2 separate regions of the Zea mays genome follow, and region 2 is linked to region 1. Evidence: chromatin contacts called from public Hi-C data. All regions are on one chromosome and are shown on one strand. Each heading gives the region's core, a stretch centred on a gene start, on an enhancer-like site or on the middle of the called end of the contact. The rest is flanking DNA. Distances are from core to core; before and after follow the strand shown.

What was found. Hi-C and Micro-C count contacts between places; a contact is called where the count stands out from the background.
Region 2: a contact with region 1 is called in a Hi-C map of leaf, with 7 times the contacts expected there. The contact joins the promoter of LOC103627279 here to the promoter of LOC100194254 in region 1. A contact is called at or near these places in 2 of 25 Hi-C or Micro-C datasets (ear and leaf).

The regions. Positions count from the first base shown.
Region 1 is chr5:174,654,803-174,657,948 of Zm-B73-REFERENCE-NAM-5.0, reverse strand. It overlaps LOC100194254 (Tetratricopeptide repeat (TPR)-like superfamily protein), which reads left to right and starts at 1,525. Exons shown (of 1, transcript NM_001139295.2): 1 at 1,525-2,779. The coding sequence starts at 1,609. The coding sequence ends at 2,595. It overlaps LOC100382511 (Alkaline/neutral invertase CINV2), which reads left to right. Exons shown (of 4, transcript NM_001175248.1): 4 at 1-599. The coding sequence ends at 198.
Region 2 is chr5:175,489,505-175,492,650 of Zm-B73-REFERENCE-NAM-5.0, reverse strand. LOC103627279 (pentatricopeptide repeat-containing protein At2g29760, chloroplastic) reads right to left here and starts at 1,568. Exons shown (of 4, transcript XM_008647567.4): 1 at 1-1,568. The coding sequence starts at 1,547. It overlaps LOC100272502, which reads right to left. Exons shown (of 12, transcript XM_008683160.4): 10 at 3,063-3,146; 11 at 2,568-2,841; 12 at 2,016-2,493. The coding sequence ends at 2,426.

The sequences.
Region 1 (3,146 bases), core at 276-2,775:
TGGCCTGAGTACTATGATGGGAAGCTTGGTCGGTATGTTGGCAAGCAGGCGAGGAAATTCCAGACCTGGTCCATCGCGGGGTATTTGGTCGCCAAGATGATGTTGGAAGATCCTTCACATCTCGGCATGATCTCCCTGGAAGAGGATAGGGCAATGTTGAAGCCTGTTTTGAAGCGGTCTGCGTCATGGACAAACTGAGATGGCCACAAAAATTTTTAGGGAAGCAAAGGCTGCTGAAAACACGAGTTCTTGGGGGTAGCATCTCCTTGTCTGCTGATCCGTTTCCTTTGACTTCCAAACATGGATGGTTTGTGTCTTCTGGATTTTCCTTGGTTGTACAATATATCAGCTCGTTTTCTGAGTTGAAAGAAAAAGAAGCAACTGCAGAAATGGGCATTTTGTTTTCTTCTTTCGCAATCTCTGTAAGAAGATACTCTGATTCTTGCTTGGGTCATCCTATAAGTTGTGGATCCTTTTGGTTAGAGTCAACTTTGTTGTGCCAGTGGATTATACGGATGAGTAAGCTGATTCCAGCTTCCCTGTGAAGCATAAGTGCTCTTTCTAACGAATGAATAAAGCTCCTTTCTCTGTGTTGCTGGATGCCTGTGTTTCTATTGCGTTTACTTGACTGCCTGTCTCCCTGCCCTGTGACGACAAGTCATAGAAAGCGTGCCTTGTGTGTCTCTTCCTCCTTTTGTCTCCTAGAGCTTCGCGGTTGTACTTGTGTTCAAGGAAAGAAAACAATTCTGATCCAGCCACCCCTGTTCCCCTCTATACATTTAGGGCTTATTCAATTTGCTCTTAATTCATGTGGATTAGGTGGGATTGGACGAGTTTAAACCTCAAACAAGTTAAAATCTTTTATAATAATGTTTCTAATTCTATTCAATCCACGTGCGGAACAAGACTCAGAAACATCATTCAGTGTAAGAATTTAAGAAATGATTCAAGACATGAGTAGTGCTTCATGCCTGAGTTTGAGACACGACATAGTTCAATCATTCGAGTCGTGCCAATTCGATCCATTTTTTTCGTGTCAGGCTATGTACTTATGTACTGGGCTCTTATTTTCGGTTGGCCATTCTTTTTTCAGGTCTAATCCCCGCTACGCCATGGCTGCTGCCTCGCTACGCCATGAGTAGTGAGAGTGAGAGGCAGAAAATAAAAAATACCTTTAAAATATTAGATTTAGATATTTTTATATTTGTTCAAACTTTTAACTCTATTTGACTGATAATTTAAATCATACAGTACATTTTACGACACGAAGGGCTTGTTTGGGGCAAAGGGTAATGGAAGGGATTGAGGGGACTATAATCCCTCACTATTCAAAATTAAGTAGTAGGGGATTCTTGCCCCCTTAATCCACTACATTACCTTTGATCACAAACAAGCCCGAAGAGTGCACAGCGATTATCATCGGGCTTTCGCCAGCAAATTTTCAAAAGGCAATCAAAATTCTATTGGAGGCCCGAAGTTTAACATATAAGCGGACAAACACAGAAGCCCAGTGCCTGCAACACAGTTCATTTCCAGCCCACTACACCTGTCGAAGGTCGACCACGCTTCCGTCTTCCAGATCTCGGCAATCTCCATCCCCGCTACGCCATGGCTGCTGCCTCCTCCCCAACCTTCCCGCCGCCGGCGACCGACGTCGCCGCTCCAGGCGTCCCCGATCTCTCGATCCCCTACGACCTGGCCACCCGCGGGCAGTGGCAGGCGCTCTTCTCCCACCTCTCCCATCCGGCCCACACGCCCCATCCGCACCACCGCCTCCTCCTCTCCGCTCTCTCCGCCCTCTGCCTGGCCAAGCTCCGACGCTTCCCCGACGCCGCTGCGCTTCTAGCTTCCCTCCACCCGGATCCGGCCTGCCCGCCGCCACCCTTCCTCATCCGCCTCCTCCATGCTCTCCTCCCACTCTTCCTCCCCGACCGCCCCCTCGCGCTCGACCGCCTCTACACGCTCCTCTCCTCCGTCCGCGCACGCCCCAACGCCGGGCACCCCGAGTGGCGCCGCCGCGACGCGCTCGTCGCGTCCGTCCTCGCCGCCGACCACCTCGCCCACCGCGAGTTCGACGTCGCACTCGCGCTCCTCGCCGACATCGCCGGCCGCTACCCGGGCGACCCGGTGCTCCTCTCGCGCCTCGCCTACGCGCACCTCCAGATCGGCAACCTCGGCGCGGCCTCGGCTGCCTTCCGCCACGTGGAGTCCGTGGCCGCCGCGTCCGAGGACCCGACGCGGCATGCCAACCTCCTGGCCCGCAACCGCGCGCTGGAGTGCATCGTGGGCAAGGACTACGCGGCGGCGGTGCGGGAGTACGAGCGCTGCATCGAGGCGGACCCCGCGGACGCCGTGGCCCTCAACAACAAGGCGCTGTGCCTCATGTACTCGCGGGACCTCGGCGACGCCATCAAGGTGCTGGAGGGTGCCCTCGAGAGGGTCCCCACGGCGGCGCTCAACGAGACGGTGGTGGTCAACCTGTGCAGCATGTACGAGCTCGCCTTCGTCAACCACGGCGAGGTCAAGAGGAGCCTTGCTGAGTGGATCGCCAGGGTTGCGCCCGACGACTTCGACACCTCCTGCACGCGCATGTAGGAGGTACTCTGCCTTTTTGCAATTCAGCATTGTAGCCAGCCATGTGTATGGCTGTTATGTCAACATGCTGAAATGTGATTATCTCTGTTTAGATAGCATTCCAATTCAACCAATTTCTGTTTATGTGCATGGAAATTGTGACATGATTGGTATACATGATTGAAAACAAGAGTGAATTGGAGACAGACATGCTGTTGTGATCATACATGCGAAGAATGATGAATCCCAGTTTTTCTCCTCTTGTCATAACTCACAATGATTTATAACCACACCCACCTTAGTACTTGTTCGGTTTTTTCAATCCATATAAATTGAAGAGGATTGATATGGATGAGAACAAATTTTGACTCTAGGATTGAAACCCACTCAATCCATATGGATTGGGGTAGAACCGAACAAAGATCCTTTAAACATGATCTTTAAACATGTAGAGCTGCGAATCCCCATACGCGAAGAGCGCTTGTTTGCGCATCGCCGTTTGGCGCGGCTCCCTCTCCCCAGTGCAGTCCGCTGCCACTCTGGTTGTCTGATTCGAGTGACACTGAAACTCA
Region 2 (3,146 bases), core at 319-2,818, 830 kb before region 1:
TAGGACAAGGTATTTCCCTTATCTTCCTCGTCGTCCATGTCCATGAGCACTTGGCTGGTATCCTTGACATAGCCAATCAGTTGTAATCTCTGCTCCATATCTTCCAGTAATGCATAGATCTGCCTTGTTTGGGGGTGTCTTGTATCACCTGATCTGAACTCATGGACTAAACCATTCCACTCTATAAAGCTCAAACCTGTCTCCTTCTTGGCTCCCCTCTCTTCCATCATCTTACGAAGAGCTTTTGCATCTTCCCATAAACCATTAACTGCATACAGATTGAACAGAACAACATAACGTCCACCATCATCTGGCTCTAGCTCAATAAGTTTCTTTCCTACACGTTCACCCACACCAACATTGTTGTGCATCAAGCATGATGACATTAGAGCCCCCCACTGTGATGCATGTGGCTCCATCGGCATGTCCAGCAACACAGCCTCGGCTTCTTCCAGGAGTCCTGCACGTCCAAGGAGATCAGCCAAGCACCCGTAGTGCTCCCTCCGTGGCTCGATGCCATGGTCACACATGGACCTGAAAATCTCCTTACCTTCGTCCACACGACCTGTGTGGGTGCACGCACAAAGAACAACAACAAACGTTGACTCATTTGGCACAAACCCCATATCAAGCATCCTTCTGAACAACTCAAGTGCGCGTTTTCCATGCCCATTCATCGCAAGCCCACCAATCATTGCATTCCACAACACCACATCTTGGCTCTGGACTCCATCAAAGACCCACCATGCCTCATCCATGCACCCGCACTTGCAATACATATCGACAAGCGCCGTCTCAAGCATGACATTATCCGGACTCCTCCCAAGCCCCTCTGCTTTGAGAAACCTATGAACCCACCGCCCCCTCTCAAGAGCACCCAGATGCGCACAAGCCTTGAGCACGCTCGATAGCACCACGGCGTCTGGCCTGAACCCATTTCCCATCATCTGGTCGAACATCCTCAGTGCCTCACTGAACTCCCCAGCACGGATGCAAGCGTCGATCATTGCGCTCCAGGAAACCAGGCCCCTCTCGGGCATTCTGACGAATACCTCCCGCGCGGCCTCTAGGTCGCCGCACTTGCCGTACCCTGACACCATCGTGTTCCAGGAGAAAGCGTCCAGGGAGGTGGCACCGCTAGTATCAAACACCCTGCGCGCGTCGGAGAGCATGCCGAGCGCGCAGTAGAGCTTGAGGAGGCAGTTGGTGACGACGGGGTGTGCGAGCGCGCCGTGCTTGAGCGCCTGCCCATGCGCAAGCCCCGCCGCAGCGAGTCGATCGCAGACGGCAGCGGAGGGGGTGCGGGAGCGGGAGGAGGACGCGGCGAGGGAGGCGAGCAGGAGGGAGAAGGTGTAGGGGGTCGGCAATGTCGCGGCACGGATGCTGGAAAAGAGAGCGAGCGCGGCGGCCGCGGGGGCGCCGCGGCGCGCTAGCGCGGCGTGGAGTGGGCACCCGCGTGTAGGAGCCGAGGAAAAGCCAGCAGCGCCGGTGGAGCGGAGCCCAACGAGTGCGCGGAGGAAGCAGAGGTGGCGGCGGGGGGTGGGCATGAGAAACGGGTGGACAATCTGCTGCTGGTCGTGCCAAGATTTGTGCCAAATACTAGAGGAGATCGACTTGATCCCAGTGTACAAGCTGAAGTGCTTCCTTGACAGGACAGTTGTTTCCATGGGAAGCGCTGGTTCATGCAAATTAAGTACAGAAGCTAGGACAGTTGTTTTCTCGACCTGTGTTGCAGGTCGAGTTTTTAGATTATCTTCTGTGCTGTTTGTAGAGAATTTTGAAATAAAGAATGAGATACAGAATCGGATAGAGCATCTACTGAATATATCATTACAGAGAGTTGCTGAAGACAGCCTAATATCAGTAGACTTATATTTTTGTTATTTATGATCTAATGTTCCATTTCAGTACTGACAAGCTCATACTGTACAGTAGTTTCAGATTTATGCATGAAACATTTACGATCTAAGTTTCCATTTCGGTATAATATCAAACATTTTTTCTTTGATGTTGCCTCTCAAAAATCTCGATCCTCCAGTACCGAACATGATTATTTGGAACTGTGTTCATCGTCAAACATCAGGTAATGTAAATGTTACAGTTTATACCCATCAATCTGAGGTATCATTGGGGCCAAGGATAACAATTGTGGTATATACTACAGAACTACTCAACAACTACAACCACCGCTATATATATAACTAATTCAACATGAAAATTTGTTGCCTGTCCAAGTCCAGAAGAAATCAGAGAGAAACGAGGACAAGAATAGAAAAACATGGCTTTCAGCTCGGCGCCAAGCAACGATCATATTTCACAAAATGACCTGCGTTCTTGGTTTTAGAATCAGTGATCGCTCAATCAAATAAGGCTCTGCCATACATTTTCTCTGCGCTGACCCAAAATGGGGCGATATTATCTTCACTTAGTCACACTTTATGTTCCTGTAGATCCTCCTCACAAACAATGTCGATCCAAGATACCCGACGGCACCTAGCAAAAGCACCAAGCAGTATTAAACTAACGATACCATAGTTTGTCTACCACAAGATAGCAGAAGAGCTTACCGCATAGTGTTCCTAAGCCTAGGCAGAACATTAGAGTGTAGCCGAAATAGAAGCTGGTCTGGAAGAATCCAGACATCTTGGTCTTCATGTGGTAATAATATATGGAGTAGAGGTAAACATACACCGCAGTGGAAGCAGCAGAGAAGAATGAAGTCCATTGCCAGTGGTAGTTCTCCGCATTTAGCAAGAAATATGTACCGACAATTGTTACACATATGGTGACAATGATGAGTATCAGAAAGACCAGCAACATGAACCCATAAACATAGTAGACCTGTCAGTGGTTAATCAAAAAGGATGAGACATCAATGTCAACTCCAATGCCTCCTTAGGCTATCCTCACCAATGAGGAACTATTTCAAGCACCGCTCTATCCACAGTCCATGTACAGTACCAAAACAGTGTTTTGCACATCCATTATACCCACTGATGAGGACAGCCTTAGTATGAAGCTTAGAGATTTAAAAAAAAAAAACACAGGCCTGTCTACCATACCTTATAGTTCCAGAACGATGTGAAGACAAAGTACATCTCAATAAAGATACTACCAAAAGGAAGCAGTCCTCCCATAAGCGCAAT